Linked DNA regions of Sus scrofa: region 2 is linked to region 1. The links are chromatin contacts, called in public Hi-C maps. All regions are on one chromosome and are shown on one strand. Each heading gives the region's core, a stretch centred on a gene start, on an enhancer-like site or on the middle of the called end of the contact. The rest is flanking DNA. Distances are from core to core; before and after follow the strand shown. Region 1 overlaps UTP14A (U3 small nucleolar RNA-associated protein 14 homolog A). Region 2 overlaps BCORL1 (BCL-6 corepressor-like protein 1).

The links. A called contact is a pair of places that touch in the nucleus more often than the background predicts.
Region 2: a contact with region 1 is called in a Hi-C map of adipose tissue, with 11 times the contacts expected there. The contact joins two enhancer-like sites. A contact is called at or near these places in 23 of 47 Hi-C or Micro-C datasets (adipose tissue, alveolar macrophages, blood and 13 more) and 2 of 2 datasets of contacts at active chromatin or transcription factors (alveolar macrophages and skeletal muscle).

The regions. Positions count from the first base shown.
Region 1 is chrX:106,499,699-106,506,849 of Sscrofa11.1, reverse strand. It overlaps UTP14A (U3 small nucleolar RNA-associated protein 14 homolog A), which reads right to left. Exons shown (of 15, transcript XM_003135366.4): 15 at 6,461-6,895. The coding sequence ends at 6,623. Among named protein-coding and RNA genes, the nearest start is that of UTP14A, 24 kb to the right of the region's middle. Within about 2 kb of position 4,014, at least 61 of the 83 cell types and tissues checked have an H3K27ac peak or open chromatin away from gene starts, as enhancers often do. A contact at or near this core is called in adipose tissue, alveolar macrophages, fetal liver and 4 more, where this site is marked.
Region 2 is chrX:106,612,299-106,619,449 of Sscrofa11.1, reverse strand. BCORL1 (BCL-6 corepressor-like protein 1) reads right to left here. Exons shown (of 14, transcript XM_021080547.1): 14 at 6,320-7,151. ELF4 (ETS-related transcription factor Elf-4) reads left to right here. Exons shown (of 9, transcript XM_003135369.4): 9 at 1-1,703. Among named protein-coding and RNA genes, the nearest start is that of ELF4, 45 kb to the left of the region's middle. Within about 2 kb of position 3,204, at least 34 of the 83 cell types and tissues checked have an H3K27ac peak or open chromatin away from gene starts, as enhancers often do. A contact at or near this core is called in adipose tissue, alveolar macrophages, fetal liver and 4 more, where this site is marked.

The DNA of each region.
Region 1 (7,151 bases), core at 2,765-5,264:
GGGGGAGCTGGCAAGTGACCAGGGAGGGAGACTCCATTTGGCTGAGGACAGACCTCCTTGGCAGGTGACAAGGAGGACAGCGGGCTTCAAAAGGCGAGTGTGGGGGCAAAAAGCAAAGGCCGGCAGCTTTGTCCAGGTCACAGTTATTTCTCCTGAGGGTCCTGTGGGCCCCTCCCTGGCCCCTTCCTCCTCATGCTGGCCCCTGTCAGTCCTGTGCTCCTCGCCTGTCTTCACACACAGTGGGAAGAGGGTAGCCAAGAACAGCCCAGAATACTTTCTACAGGATGGGGCTGGTTGGCCGGGGAAGGATGCCCAGGCCACTGTCAGGCTGGTCTCCACCTGGGAGGGCCAGCTTAACTCAAGTTTCTTAGGCAGGTGCCAGGATAGAAGGCCTTAGAATCTAGCAACTCTGGGACTGGACAGTGATCCTTCAGGGCTGGAGCTAATCCCAGGTTAAAGGGATGGCCTTAAGAAGTTGGAATTAACCAACCAATGGCATCCCCCTGCCAGCTGTATCTGGAAGGTTCTGGAGACACCAGGGGTCCATGTCCACCTTTTTTTGGCTGCGCCCATGGCATGCAGAAGTTCCGGGCCAGGGATCAAACCCGAGCCACACTCATGTAGCTCCAGACCCGAGCCACTGCGATGACAACGTCAGATCCTTGACCCGCTGAGCCACACAGGAAGTCCCCCATGTTCACCTTTTATAGCTAATATCTAGCAACCATAAATCATTTCTTTTTCATCGCTGCCATTTTTGGAGTGTATACCACGTGCTAAGTACTTTATTATTATCAAAAATAGCTAACAGGCACGGAACACTTGCCAGTGTGGCAGGCTCAGGACCAAGAACCTGACTTGGATATCTCACTTCATCCCCACGACAGTCCTGTGATAGAAGTACTGTGCTGATCCCTGCTTTACCGAATGGAAAACAGAGGCTCAGAGTGTGACTCACTAGAGGCCGCATGGCTACCAACAGCTGGAGGTAGGATTCCAACTCAGGTCTCGAGGGCTCCCAAACCAACACACCATGCGCTTCAGCCGTCCACTGTCCACTCCCGTCTCCGGCATGCTTTGCTGCCTCACTCCCCACTAGCGATGCCTTCTCCCAATTAGTAGATTAGTCATGTGTTGACACTTCTAGTCTCAGTCTAATGGCTTGTTTATTTAACTGATGGATGCTGCTCCCCATTTGAGGCCATTAGCATTTAAACAAAACAAAACAAAACAAAACTGTTGAGCCTGGCAAAGTGACACTGTGTTTACTGTTTTTCTCCCAGTGTTAATTGTGAGTATTTTCCAGATATGTATTTTGATGTGCTAACGGTCCCTAAAGAGAACTTTGGAACAGTTTAGTACTCGCCTCGTGCAGCTCCAGCCCCCCTCCCCTTAATTTCCTTGGTGAGGGGGAACATATGGCCCAGGGGGGTAGCCTTAGCTATGATGGGGAAAAGGGATGGTGATCTCCCATTCTGAATAATTAGGGGGTGGAGAGACGGGGCTGAGATAGCAACTCTGTCCTTGGGGGCTAATCCCTGGAGCATCCCTCCTCCACGCTTGGGGAGGGAATTTTCTACTTCTTTCCAGGACAATAAGAACATCTGTGCCAAGGCAGAGGAGGAGGCCGGGCGCTCCGAGGCATCTCTGCCCGAGTCTCTTGACACTGTCCAATTGTTACTATTTCAGTTTCTGCTTGGATCACTGACCATGTCCATTTAGAGCAGGCTGGCTTGGGCAAAGACAGTGTGAGGCCGAGGAAGGACAGAGAGGACCTGTCCCGCTGGGGCTGGGGGTGTGAGGTGGGCGGGGAGAGGGACTGATTCTAAAGGGACCAGGTTAAAAGGAGCCGCTGCAAAGTACAAGGTGAATCTTGCATCCATAAATGGGAGGAAGGAGTGCGTCCATCGCCCCTCCTCCCCTGGGATTGACTGCTGTTGACTGGGTCCAGTTTGTTTGCACCCTCCTTACTCTGACACAGTGGGGTTCAGCTTGACCTTGGGGTAAATGGATGAAGAGCTACAAGTTTGATCCTTATATGGGACACTTTGCCTCACAGGGAGAAAAAAAACAACTGGCTACTTCCTTCCTCCCAACTGCAGTTGCAAACTGATGGGAGTTAAAGTGGGGAGTCCATGGCTCCCTGCAAACCCATTCCCAGTAGTGGAGTCAGGTCGCCCAGTGCATTCTGATGATGAATGCAGTCGGATCTGGCCTTAGGAAGTCGGCCTGCAACTGCGAATGAGCTAAGGCAGCTCCTTATTATCTTCCTAACTCAGGACATCCAGCTCTGGAACTGGGAGTTCTGGGGACCAGAAGGAGGTAGGCATCTGCCTCCTGCATAATTAGCTACATCAGACTCAAAAACATTGATGGCCCATCCCTTTGGGCATCACGCTGTGCCTGGCACGAGCTAGTAATCCCCACCCGGTCTTGGCCCTCCCGAGTTTACAACCTTAAGTCACACAATAATGACACAGATCCCAAAGGCGGGCAGTTAACAAACACATGCACTTGTCTACCGATCACAAGGGATCCATTGAGGGAGCCACAGAGACAAACAGGGCCCCCTTCAAAGAGCTTCCAGTCTGGTGGGTAAAAAGGGAAGACTGAGTGAGGGCTTGGGAGAAGAGGTGCAGGCAAGGAAACGCGGTCAACCTGGGCATCGCCAAACAGACTCTTTTTAAAAAAGTGCCCATTGGCATGTCTGTTGCTGGGTTTCCTGTCCACTTGAGCTGTGCCTCCGACCCCGGATTGAGGGTTTAATTTCAATCCTCGACGCGCGTGGGGTGGATACAAAGAGCCAGAGGCAACATCGCTGTGCGCCGTGGGAAGCCCGCTTCTAGGAGGCGGGGGCCAAGGCGAGCGGCGTGGGCTCGCGCTTTCTCCTTGGGTGGCCGGGGCGTGTCCCCGGCCCTTGCCTCTCCGGGCCTCACGGTCCGCAGTCCCTCAGGGTATTTTCCGGACAGTCCCCCACCCCGGACCCGTTAGCTGCGAATCCCAACTGTGCGCTGCGCGTTGGTGGTACAGGTTTGGGGCTGGCGCCCAAAGGAGGCTCCGGGTAAAGTCATCTCGGGCAGTCGGGTCGCAGCTAGTCCCCAGGGCGCGCCAGCCAGGCCCGGGTTGCTGGAGGCGCCGCGGCCCGCTGGTCCCCCAAACACTTCCGACGGGCGCCTGCGTCCCGGGCGGCCGCCGAGGGCCGGGCTGGGTGTATGCGTGGGGGGCGGCCCGGCCCGCGTTAGCGCTCCCGGGCCGAACGCCGGCCCGCGAGGTGCCCGTGGCCGCGGGGCGCCGAGGCTCCCCCGAGGGCGGGCTGCGCGCCGCGTGGGGCCGGGCCGCCGCAGGGCCTGGGCGGGCGAGCGGGCGAGGCGGGGCGGGGGGAGTGCGTGTGTGTGCGGGGGTAGCGTGCGGGAGCGCGAGCCGCCGGCCCGGGAAGGGTGGGTCGGGGAGCAGCGGCGGCGGCGGCGGCGGCGGCAGCGGCGGGAGGAGCGAGCCGGGAACCAGGGAGGTCGGTCGGGCTGGCGGGCCGGGAGCCGCGGGGCGCGGGGGGTGGGGGGCGGAGCGCCGAGGGCGGAGATGGGGCCGCGGGAGGGAGGGGGCCGGCGGGGCGCGGCCAGGGGCGGGGCGCCGGGACCTGGGGAAGATAAGAGCGTGCTCGCGGGGAGCGAGGGCGGGAGTGAGGGAGGGGCGGGGGACTTAGAGACCAAAGACGAGACAAAAGGACGGGGTGGGTGGGAGGGGCGTAGACTAGCGGGGGTAGGGGAGGGGCGCCGGGGGACGCCTCGGAGGGAGGGGTAAGTGTGTACGAGGTGGGGGGGCTGGTGTGGGAGGGGCTTCGAGAGGGACGTGAAGGGACAACATAAGAAGGGAGCGCGGGGGTACGGAGAAAGGGGGGTGGGTCGGGGTGGAGCACTCCCGGCCACGAAGGGGAGGGGAAGCCGCGAAGGGGAGGCCGCTGGGAGGAAGGGCCACACACAGGGAGGGGGATCCTGGGGATGGACAGTCCGCGAGGAAGGGGGGCCCGGGCTTCCGCGGGCTTGGGAGGGGAAGGGTGAGCAGACACGGGGAAAGGGAGTGCTGCAAGAACCCGAGGGTGGAGGCGGATGGGCGCGTGTGGAGCGCTGAGGGCAGGGATTTAACGCTGCCGATCGGGATGACCGAAAGACCACGGTGGGGGCCGCACAGACGGGACGGGGCTACCAAGGCAAGACGAAAACGGCCCAGGGAAAAGTGGGACCTACGAGGGCTGCAGAAGGGTGGCGGGGGCGGCCTCAGGCTCGGCAGGAAGGCGCCACCACCGCCCTCTGCCCGTCCCCAGCGTGCCCCGCCCCGTCCGGGGGCCCTAAGGGCAGCGGCCTGGGCCGAGGGGGAGCCGAGCCAGGGCGGTACCATTCGGAACAGAGAGGGGGGCTTGGGGGGGGAGGGAGGAGCCAGGGGTCAGAACCCTGTTGGGGCGGGGGGCCACACCCTGGGAAAAAGGCTTGGGCACATCCAGAATGGACCAATCAGCGAGCAAGGCCAGGGTGGCGTCAAGGGGCAGCTCCGGCCAATGGGAAGGGAGAACACTTCGGAGGTTCGGAGGAAGAAAAGAAAAAAAAAAAGCCCCACGAAACAACAATCGAATCCGTTTGGGGGCTTGGAAGGCTGGGAGTGGGCGTCGTTTATAGCACGTTCCAGCGCCTGCCCTCCCCTTTGAAGGATGGGGTCGCTTGCATCACTCCTGGGCCGCCGGGAGCACACGGAGCTGAGGAGGGTCCCGGGAAAGTAGACGGGGATTGGCCCCTTTACTGGGGGCACTTGATTGGGTACTTCGATTTGGGGGGTGGGGGTGGGACAGAGGTGGCAGCTTTGTGCTCGAAAGAGTGAACGAGGCAGGAGTGAGCAGAGGTGCCCCATTCCCCCTCACGGGCTACTGACTTAAAGTGTCAACCAGCAAGCGGATCGCAGATTATCTCAAACCAATGGATAACTTAAAAATATTCCTTGGGCTCGAAACACTATCAATATATTCAGTTCCCTTCTCAGCACTAGGATGGTTCTAGAGAGGATGAGCAATGGTAGTCGGGGCGCATAACTGCCACTGGGAATTTCTACAGACATTTATGGCACGGCTTTTGGCTTCGGAGTTCGTCTAGGGTCCCAGTGCTTACTCAGTCACTAATTTAATGTGCATTGCTCCACTCTGAAATCTTAAACCTGTAAACCAAAGGCATTGGGACTAGTTACTCTTGAGGTCTAAACACTTGGGAAGTGACTTGGAGAGTGGCGGCCCCAGAAAAAAAGGGCCATACAGGTGGGGGGAGTTGCAAAAGCAAATTCGAGTGGCACAGGTAGCTTTTGGCCCGGGGATGCCACATGTCTGTAAACCTCCTGAAACTGTGTAAAGTGGTATAGGTGTGTGTGCATTTTCCTGGGCAGGGTTCATAACTGCATCAAAGTCTCAGAGGGGTCTGTGACACACAAAAATTAACCCCTATCTTGATCTAAAAAGGCTGGGGGCACATCTCCAAGGCAGGAGGGGAAGCGCAGTAGGGGTTGTGTCTTTTCAAAATCAGTGGAGGAGTTTCTCTAGTTCCTTGTTAGGAATCTTGGCTTCAGGGGCCCTTTCTATAGTGTCACACAAAGAAAGGTTCCTCAGAGCTGAGAAGCCCACTGTGAACTGCCATATAGCAAAATAATGCCTGAATAAACTATAAACAATGGTGAGAAGCTGGCCTTGCATTAGGAAGAGAATAGAGCTTTACTTCGGAACGCTTTATCTACCTCATCTGTAAAGTAAGGGTAAAACCTCAGTCTTTTTTTTTTTTTCAGGGCCACACTTGTGGCATATGGAAGTTCCCAGGCTAGGGGTCTAATCAGAGCTGCAGCCAAAGGCTTACACCACAGCAACGCCAGACCCAAGCCATGTCTGCAGCCTGCACCGAAGCTCATGGCAACGCTAGATCCTTAACCCACTGACTGAAGCCAGGATCGAACCCGCATCCTCATGGATAGTAGTCGAGTTTGTTACTGCTGAGCCATGACAAGGCTCAATCTTAAGAATGAGTAAAGTGCAAACTACTCTGGAGAGCAACCTGTATAAGCCAGGGGAGGCTCTCACATTTTTGAAAAGAAAATCATAGTGGCTAGATTTAAAGCTGAACCCAGCTTTAGCACCATCCTAGGACCAGCCAGAGCTGGTTCGAGCATACTGCTGCTAGGTTCAGAGGTTAAGAATATACAATATTTAATTATTACCCCGACTCTTTCACCTGGTTGTTTATGGTTGTATCTGATGTGATGGATTTAAGATCATAGGCGAGAGCAACTTTCCTCCACTCCAATTTAGGACTACGTAGTCCTTGGTAAGAAAATAAGGATCCCCGACAAGTGTGACCGGAGAAATGCGGCAGGGAACATCCAAAGGTATCTATCTTGTCTGATTTGAAGGAAATGGGAAACGACACAGAATACACTCCAATTAAATAGATTAAAAATGCCTTTATTTCTAAAATGTGGCTTTACACTCATGGTGTGCTAAGCCAGTTTTGGAACTGATCCTGCAGCTCGGAGTAAAACCGGGCCAGTGGAGGAGCAGTCGGGGCTCCTGGTTCCGGGCACCGAGGTGTGATTATTCAAGCAATCAATGTACAGAGTTTTGCTTCAGCTGTTTTTTGTGACGGATGGAAAGTCGTTTTGGATTCCTCTGTACGACAGAGAGGTCCGACCTTGAGGAAGACCGGTAGCCCACATCCTCTGCTTTTATAGGCTTAATGATATGGCCTGGCTTGGTGACAACCTTGGGCATAGTCAGCTTCTGGAAGGCCCTCTGGGTGTTCCATGTAGATCCTATAGGGGTCTGGATGGTCCTTTCAAATTGCTGATGGTGTGTGAATGGATATGGAAGCACCCGTACCTGGAAAGGAAGGCAGAGGGACTTGGCATGAGCCAGGCCTGTAAACTTTTTTTTTTTGCCTTTTCTAGGGCTGCTTCCCGTGGCATATGGAGGTTCCCAGGCTAGGGGTCGAATCGGAGCTACAGCTGCCGGCCTACGCCAGAGCCACAGCAACTCAGGATCTGAGCTGCGTCTGCGACCTACACCACAGCTCACGGCAACGCCGGATCCCTGGTTCCTCATGGTTCCTAGTCAGATTCGTTAACCACTGCACCAA
Region 2 (7,151 bases), core at 1,955-4,454, 110 kb before region 1:
GAATTTTGAAAGTCCTACACACACACACCTTTCCAAACGAAAAGGCCGTCATGACGTGCCTATTTCTCTTAATGGTGCCACCAGTTTCCTGACCCTCTAAGCTCAACATTTGAGGGCCATCTGATGGCTGCGTTCACTTGACCCTGTCCCCTCCCCATCTCCTGAAGTCCAGCGGGGTTTGCCGTGTCTCTCAAGCTTTTCCTCTACATTCCCAGAGCCTCCAGCCTGGCTCCAACTTACCCAGAGCTTATCTCCCTCCCTGGACACGGCAGCCCCCCGGGTGGGACCCGTTCTCACCCCCTCCAATCTGCTAGGGCCAGGATTCTGTTCTTCCTCTGCCAAAAAGCTTCCAGGGGCTCGTCACTGCCTTACATGTAGGCGTGATGCTCAAAAAACTTAACCTCCGATCTGTTTTTAGCAGCTGGGCATTAACCCTTTCTCTTCTGAGTCATGAAGCAGTCCAGGGGTTCCGGAGGAGGGGTGGGGGAGCCCTTGAGGGCTCAGGGCAGTTGTTCCAGAGTATTTTGCGCTTAGCCTCAGCTCTGTCTTCAGACGAGGTCCCAAGTCTTGGACCTCCCGGCCAGGCCCTCTACTAGCAAGTCCTAACTGACTTCCACAGGGGTCTTACATTGTGCTTCCACCCCGCGTACTGCTCCAGTCAAACGGACGGACGCACTGGCCTTTGCACGTGCCTCTGCTGGAGTTTCCACTTCTGTGCTTTTGCTTTACTTGGTTCTGCTCAGCCAGAGTGTTCTTCCCACCCTGCTGTACCAGTTAAATTGTATGCATCCTTCAGGGTTCAGTTGATGGAAGCTGCCTCCCCAGACCAGCCTATCCTCAAGCGAGTTCATTTTAAATGGGTTGCAATTGCCGCTCTTTTGGCAACTGATGGAGAGCAGCCTGTGACATCTCCTCTATGATAATCACAAACTGTCACATCGATCTTCAACAACCTGGACCTATTTAGTCTCCCCAATTAGTGTGATGCCTTCTGAGGGGCGGGGGACTATGTCACCCACAGAGCAGGGCACACTACGAAGTATCTAGTGAGCATCAGTGAACAGTCGCTGATTGAGCTGGTGAGAGATGGGGACCAAAGTTTGAGGTAGGTGACCTCCGACCTCCCCTCTGCACAGGCACTCACCGCAGGTGCTCCACTGCCCAGGGTCTGCCCTCCCTGGCCCAGTGCCCTCTGGAACCCCCACCCCACCCCACCCCCAGCCTTAGCACTCAAGAGTCGTTACTACTTTGAACATCCCCTGTCCCTAAAGAAACTTCCCTGTCCAGTTTCTTTCCTCCTCAAAGTGTTAAATTAGCTAATCTGATTAACCTGTGCTGATATAGTTATGGGAGAGGGCTAGAGGAGAGCCTCAGGAGACAGGTTCATTTCAACCAGGGTCATGTGGCAACGACATCCCTGCCTTTGCAATGGTTTAGTTTAATGGAGTCAAGAGACTTGCTCCTCACTCCCAGCAGCCAGTGCATTACTCGCTCCTCTGGGCTCCCACAGCACTTTGTATATACCTCTTATTGTAGCACTTAGCACACAGTAGCTCCTTAGCTATGTGTTTATGTATGTTTTCCCTCCAATAGACTGTGAGCTCCTCAAGGACAGGGACTGTGTGTTAGTCACTGATGTATCCCCAGCGCCTAGCACAGTGCCTGGCACACAGTAGGTGCTCAATAAATGTTTATGGAAAGAATGAATGAGTCCTGTTTCTAATCGTGAGGATTTCAGCCCTATACTAAGGCAGACAAGAGGGGAGGGAGAAGGACAGCCCGTTCTTGGGGGCCACCACCGCTGCTGACCCCTCTTACAGCGCTATGGGCAGCTGCCTCCTTTCCCCATGTCTGTGGCCACCCCAGGACACCAGGGTACACAAGGAACGCAAGGCTGCTTCCTGCAGTGACTTGCTGTCACCAGGTGCCTCGAGGGACTCTGAACTCCTGCCTTTTGCTGATGACCCCTTCCTGGGACATCACTATGGCCTCATCTTTGGGTGGAACCGAGTGGTAGAAATGTCAGGTCCGGTGGAAGGGGCGGGGCAAGAAATATTATTAGTCTTTCAGACCCGACCATGTTTTGTTTTGTTTTGTTTGCTATTTCTTGGGCTGCTCCTATGGAGGTTCCCAGGCTAGGGGTTGAATCGGAGCTATAGCCACCGGCCTACGCCAGAGCCACAGCAACACGGGATCCGAGCCGCGTCTGCAACCTACACCACAGCTCCCGGCAACGCCAGATCGTTAACCCACTGAGCAAGGGCAGGGACCGAACCCGCAACCTCCTGGTTCCTAGTCGGATTCGTTAACCACTGCGCCACAACGGGAACTCCCCGATCATGTATTTTTAAAGAGGCAAGTGTCTCCGGCTCAAAGGCCGCTGGATCTGAGGTGAGTGAGCTCTTTGCCCTCTGGGCCGCTCCCAGGCTTGGGAGGCCAAGGCGGTGGGTCGCAGCAACAGCCGCCGCCTTGGCACGCCAGGCTGGGGGCCCGTGTCCAGCAGGTGGCGCTGTGGAGCCAGCGAAGGCGGGCGGGCGGGCGGCCGGGCGGCCTGGCGGAGCCGGGGAAGGGAGAGGTGGCCAGGGCGGGGCCTGCCGCTCCAGAGAGAGACAGCCGAAGCCGACATCTTCCCGTCCCTCTGTCCTGACCGTGAGCCCTCAACCAAGGCCTTTCTTCGCTCGAGATCTTGGAACTTTCCCCAGGGCCCCCGCCCCCTCCACTTTCCGGGGGGGGGGATTTAGCAGTCCTTTGAATGCCCTCTCCCCATTGGCCGGCCGCGCCCTGGCCCCGCCCCCTTCACCGCCCCCCCCCGTCCCCCCGCCTCCCGGACTAGCAGGTGAGCACGCGGCTGGCCTAGCCTTCAGCGCCGGCAGCCGCTCTTGTCCTGGCTGTGCGAGTGAGCCCCGGCCACCGCCCCGTGCCGCCGGGCGCCTGGCCTGGCCCACCTCCCCACTGCGGCCTGCTTGTAGCTATACTTTCACGCGGCGCCGCTTTCAACCGTGAAATCAGCGATCCGGGCGCCGGCGACAGCCGTTTGCCCGCGGATGGCTGCGGCCGCCCGCGGCACGAGCCCGGGCTCCTGGGGGGCCGGCATGCGGACGGGGTGACATCCGAGCCCAGCTGCACAACGCTGCGTCTGGCCAGCGCCCCTTGCCGGCCGTGGAAAGCTGTAGTCTAGAGGAACACGTGGAGTCCGGCCCGCCCCGCTGCGGGGTCCAGAAGGCCCGAGCACTTGGCGCCTCCTCCTGGCAGCTAAGCAGGCAGTCCTCGGGGCCGACTCCATCCCCCCCCACCCCAAACACACACGCACACACGTCTCAGCAGGGGCGGGACCCTCATAGGTTAGAATACGGAACCGACAGGAGTTTACCGCCCAATTCACCACCCCGACCTAAACGGCGATGCAGGGAGAGCGGAGGAATGGCCCTTTCTCAGGGAGAGTGAGACTTGAGCAGGGCCTCCCTTTCAACCCTGCGCCCCAAAGAGGAACATTCTGGTAAGGCCATCATTAACTCGGCTCGTGACTTCAGCATGTAGGAGGAACTAACTCCGGCTAAACAGCCGTGTTTACTCAATGTGATTCTCCTGTGTCGTCCGTAAATTGAGCCCCATTTAGGTCCAAAAGATTAGGTTCTCGCTCACCTGAGGTCAGCCTGGGTGTTAAGCGGTGGGCAGGCCCTTTCCCCCAGGCTGTACTGAAAGGATCAGCTCATTTAGTAAGAGGCCAGCATCCTCACCCCAGTGTGGACCAGGGATGCTGATTTACCTCCTGCTTTATGGGATTCACAGTCCAAACCTCCTACTTTGATCTTTCCACTCTGGGAGAAGGGTAGTGAAAGGACTCCAGAGGTGAGGGGAAAGGAATCTGAAAGCGAGAGACAAGAAACTGCTGTCTGGTTCCACTTTTGTTTTTGGTCTTTTTGTCTTTTTAGGGCCGCACCCTCAGCATATGGAGGTTCCCAGGCTAGGGGTCCAATCGGAGCTGTAGCCGCCGGCCTGCACCACAGCCACAGCAACTCGAGATCCCCAACCCACTGAGCGAGGCCACGGATGGAACCTCCTGTCCTCATGGATGCTAGTCGGGTTCGTTAACCGCTGAGCGAGCCACAGCGGGAACTCCTGGTTCCACTTTTAACTCACTTTCTCCAGAGAAATAAAGGGGTGTGTGTACCCTCACACCCAAACCCAAGCCCCCAAGGCTGTCCATGGGTTCCCAAAGGACCATTTCCTGGTCCTTTGGGGTCATTCTGATTTTGCCCACAGCATCTCCCTCCTGCCCTAAATGGAAATCTTTATAGTACCCCCACCACTCACTCATCATCCTTCCTTCTGAATCTCAAGCAATCGCCCTTTCCCCTCCCTCTGCCTGTCCTACCTCCAACACATTTTTACCAATGTAGTAAAGTCAAAAAAGCCTTGGAGTTCCCGTCATGGCTCAGCGGTTAACGAACCCAACTAGCATTCATGAGGACAGGAGGTTCCATTCTGGCCTCACTCAGTGGGTTAAGGGTCCAGCGTTGCTGTGGCTGTGGTGTAGGCCGGCAGCTACAGCTCCAATTAGACCCCTAGCCTGGGAACCTCCATATGCCGCGAGAGTGACCCTAAGGAGACCAAAAAAAAAAAAAAAGCCTCTGTCACTACCCAGTTTCAAGAGTTCCCATAGTTCCCCATCGTTCAAGGCAAAGGTCAAAGCCATGCTCCTTGGCACAGCCGGTAGGGCTCCTACACCCTCCTTCCCCATTTGTCCCTTCAAGCTGCCATGACACTGAAGTGGGTTGCAGTTTCTTGTACACACGACCCTCCTCTTTATCTCCCAGCCCGTGCTCAGATGTCCGCTTAGTTCGAAGATTCTTCCCTGCCCCTCCCAATTCCCATTTTCCTACTTGTCAACTAGGCATCACTTCCAACCACCCTGGGGCCCTTGCGCATTCCTCTGAGCTCCCACAGTATCCTGGGCCCAGCCGGATCCTCGCACTCACCACATGGCCTCAGGTGTGTTCGGGGACCCAAGGCCTCGGGATCAGAAAGTGGAGAAGCGAAGGCCAACAGGGAGATTTAATGCTGCTCCTCCATCTGAGCAGAAAGACCAGGGTCGAAGCCCGCTCCTGGGGTTTGAGCAAAGAGAGCAGCGCGCAGTTCACTCCGAGGGCTGGCTGGCCTCCCATTGGCCAGACACGCCTCCCACCCCCGACCCCGGGCCTGTAAGCTGACAGTGCTCTCCGGAGGCCCAGCCCAGCCGCAGTGAGAGGCCCTATGAACGGAGCTTAAAAGGGCCTCCTCCCAGGCCTGCAAACCTCTCCTTCCCCTCAAAACAGTAACAGGCTTGTTCAGGTGCCAGTACTCAGAAGGAATTATAGCTTCTAGCCCTGTCTTTTGGAAGTAAGGAGAAAAGTTGTGAAATCCAGGATGGGCGTCTTGCCTCCACAGGAGCTGGGTCTTACTTAGGAAAGCAGAACCACAGGTGAGCAGCAGGGGACACTGGTTAGACAGCGAGAGCAATGACAAGACCATGAAGTCAGCTGCTGACACAGGTGGCCCAGGGCAAGAAAGAGCACCAGCAGGCAGGTGATTCCTTTGAATTAAAAAGGAACATTCAGGAGTTCCCTAGTGGGCTAGGGGGATTAAGGATCCTGTGCTGTCCCTGTGGAGGCTCGGGTTCTGGTTAGGATTCGGCACTTTCACCGCTGCAGCCCAGGTCCAGTGCCAGTCCTAGGTCTGGGAGCCAAGATCGCATGTCAAGCTGCTGCAGGCCGCAGCCTGAATACGATGGATCATCCGTCGCAGCAGCCGCCTCAGAGGGCCCCTCCCTGCGATCCTGCTGCTCCTGGGGCCAAAGAGGAATCTGTGTGCGTGTTCAGTGGCAAGCACTCATTTCTCCTCACTAGCCCGGACCCAGGACTTGCCCCTGCCTTTCCTTTTCCTTCTAGATGTTACCCCAGTGACCTAGATGTTCACTGGCCCCTTGACCTTGTCCACATTGGCTATGCCCAGAAGGCCCCCAAACTGCAAAGCAGGATTGGGGCTTTCGGCACTGATTTCGTGGGGATGCCGTCTTCTTGAACCACGGAAAAGCCCGTGCATGTGGGGAGGACAGAAAAGAGACCGGAGACAGAGGCCCTGACACAGGTTTTTCAGTATGCAAGTGTTTTAGACGACTCCACAGCCAGTTGCTCAAAACGAAACAAAGGGCAGCCAAAATACACACCCAAATGCAAAAAGTAAAGGCAAACATAAAAGAAACCACACAATACCATGAACCCCAACAAAATCAAAAAATTAAAACCCAAAAAAACCCCTCAACTTTATATATATATATATATTTTTTTTTTTTTAAAAAGGGAGAACAACTGTTCAAAACCAACTGGGCAGTATGGTGGGGGTGGGGAGCAGTCCTACAGAAGGGGGCCTAGAACCTCCCCCTGGGAACAAAGAACAAACACAATACAAAGAAAATAACCACCAATGCTCCTGCAGGGTCAGGAGTCTCCAGAGAACAGATTGTCCCATCCTCAAACTGGCTTTTTTTTTTTTTTTTTTTTTGCCTTTTTTTTAATCTTTTTTTTTTTTCCATTTTCTTCTTTTGTTGTTGTTGTTTTAGCACCTGTACAATAAAACTGTACCATCTCCAACCAGAGCCGGCCATAGGGAGGCCCTCCCGCCTTTGCATGGTACATACTCTCTACAAGGATTGTTCGGAAAAATAGCAATTGGTAGAAAAATAAGAACAAGAGTGGGAAAGACACGGCCACAGAGGGGGCTGGGGGGAAGCAGCCGGAGCCCCGGCCTCTCTCCCACTCTCTCCAGGGACAAACCCAGCCTGGAAGGGAGGCCTGGTGGGGACACGCACTAGGCCCCGGGTCCCCAGGCAGGCGTGGAGCCGGCTGGATGCCAGTCTCCTGCGCGCACTTGCCTAGGAAATAGCCGCGGCCTGGGTTTCCGCATCTGGCAGGCAATCCCAGAGCCCTCTGCAGATTCCAAAGGAGAATGGGGAGCAGAGGGAGAAAGGCGAGAGACGAAAGGGGTGCAGTGAGGGGGAGAGAGGGGGACGAGGGCGGGGTGCTCAGAGGCTCAGGATCCAGGGCGGGGTGGGGCGGGATGGGGTGGGGTCGCCGGGGGAGCAGGGGTGAAAGCTGTGGGAACAAACCCATATT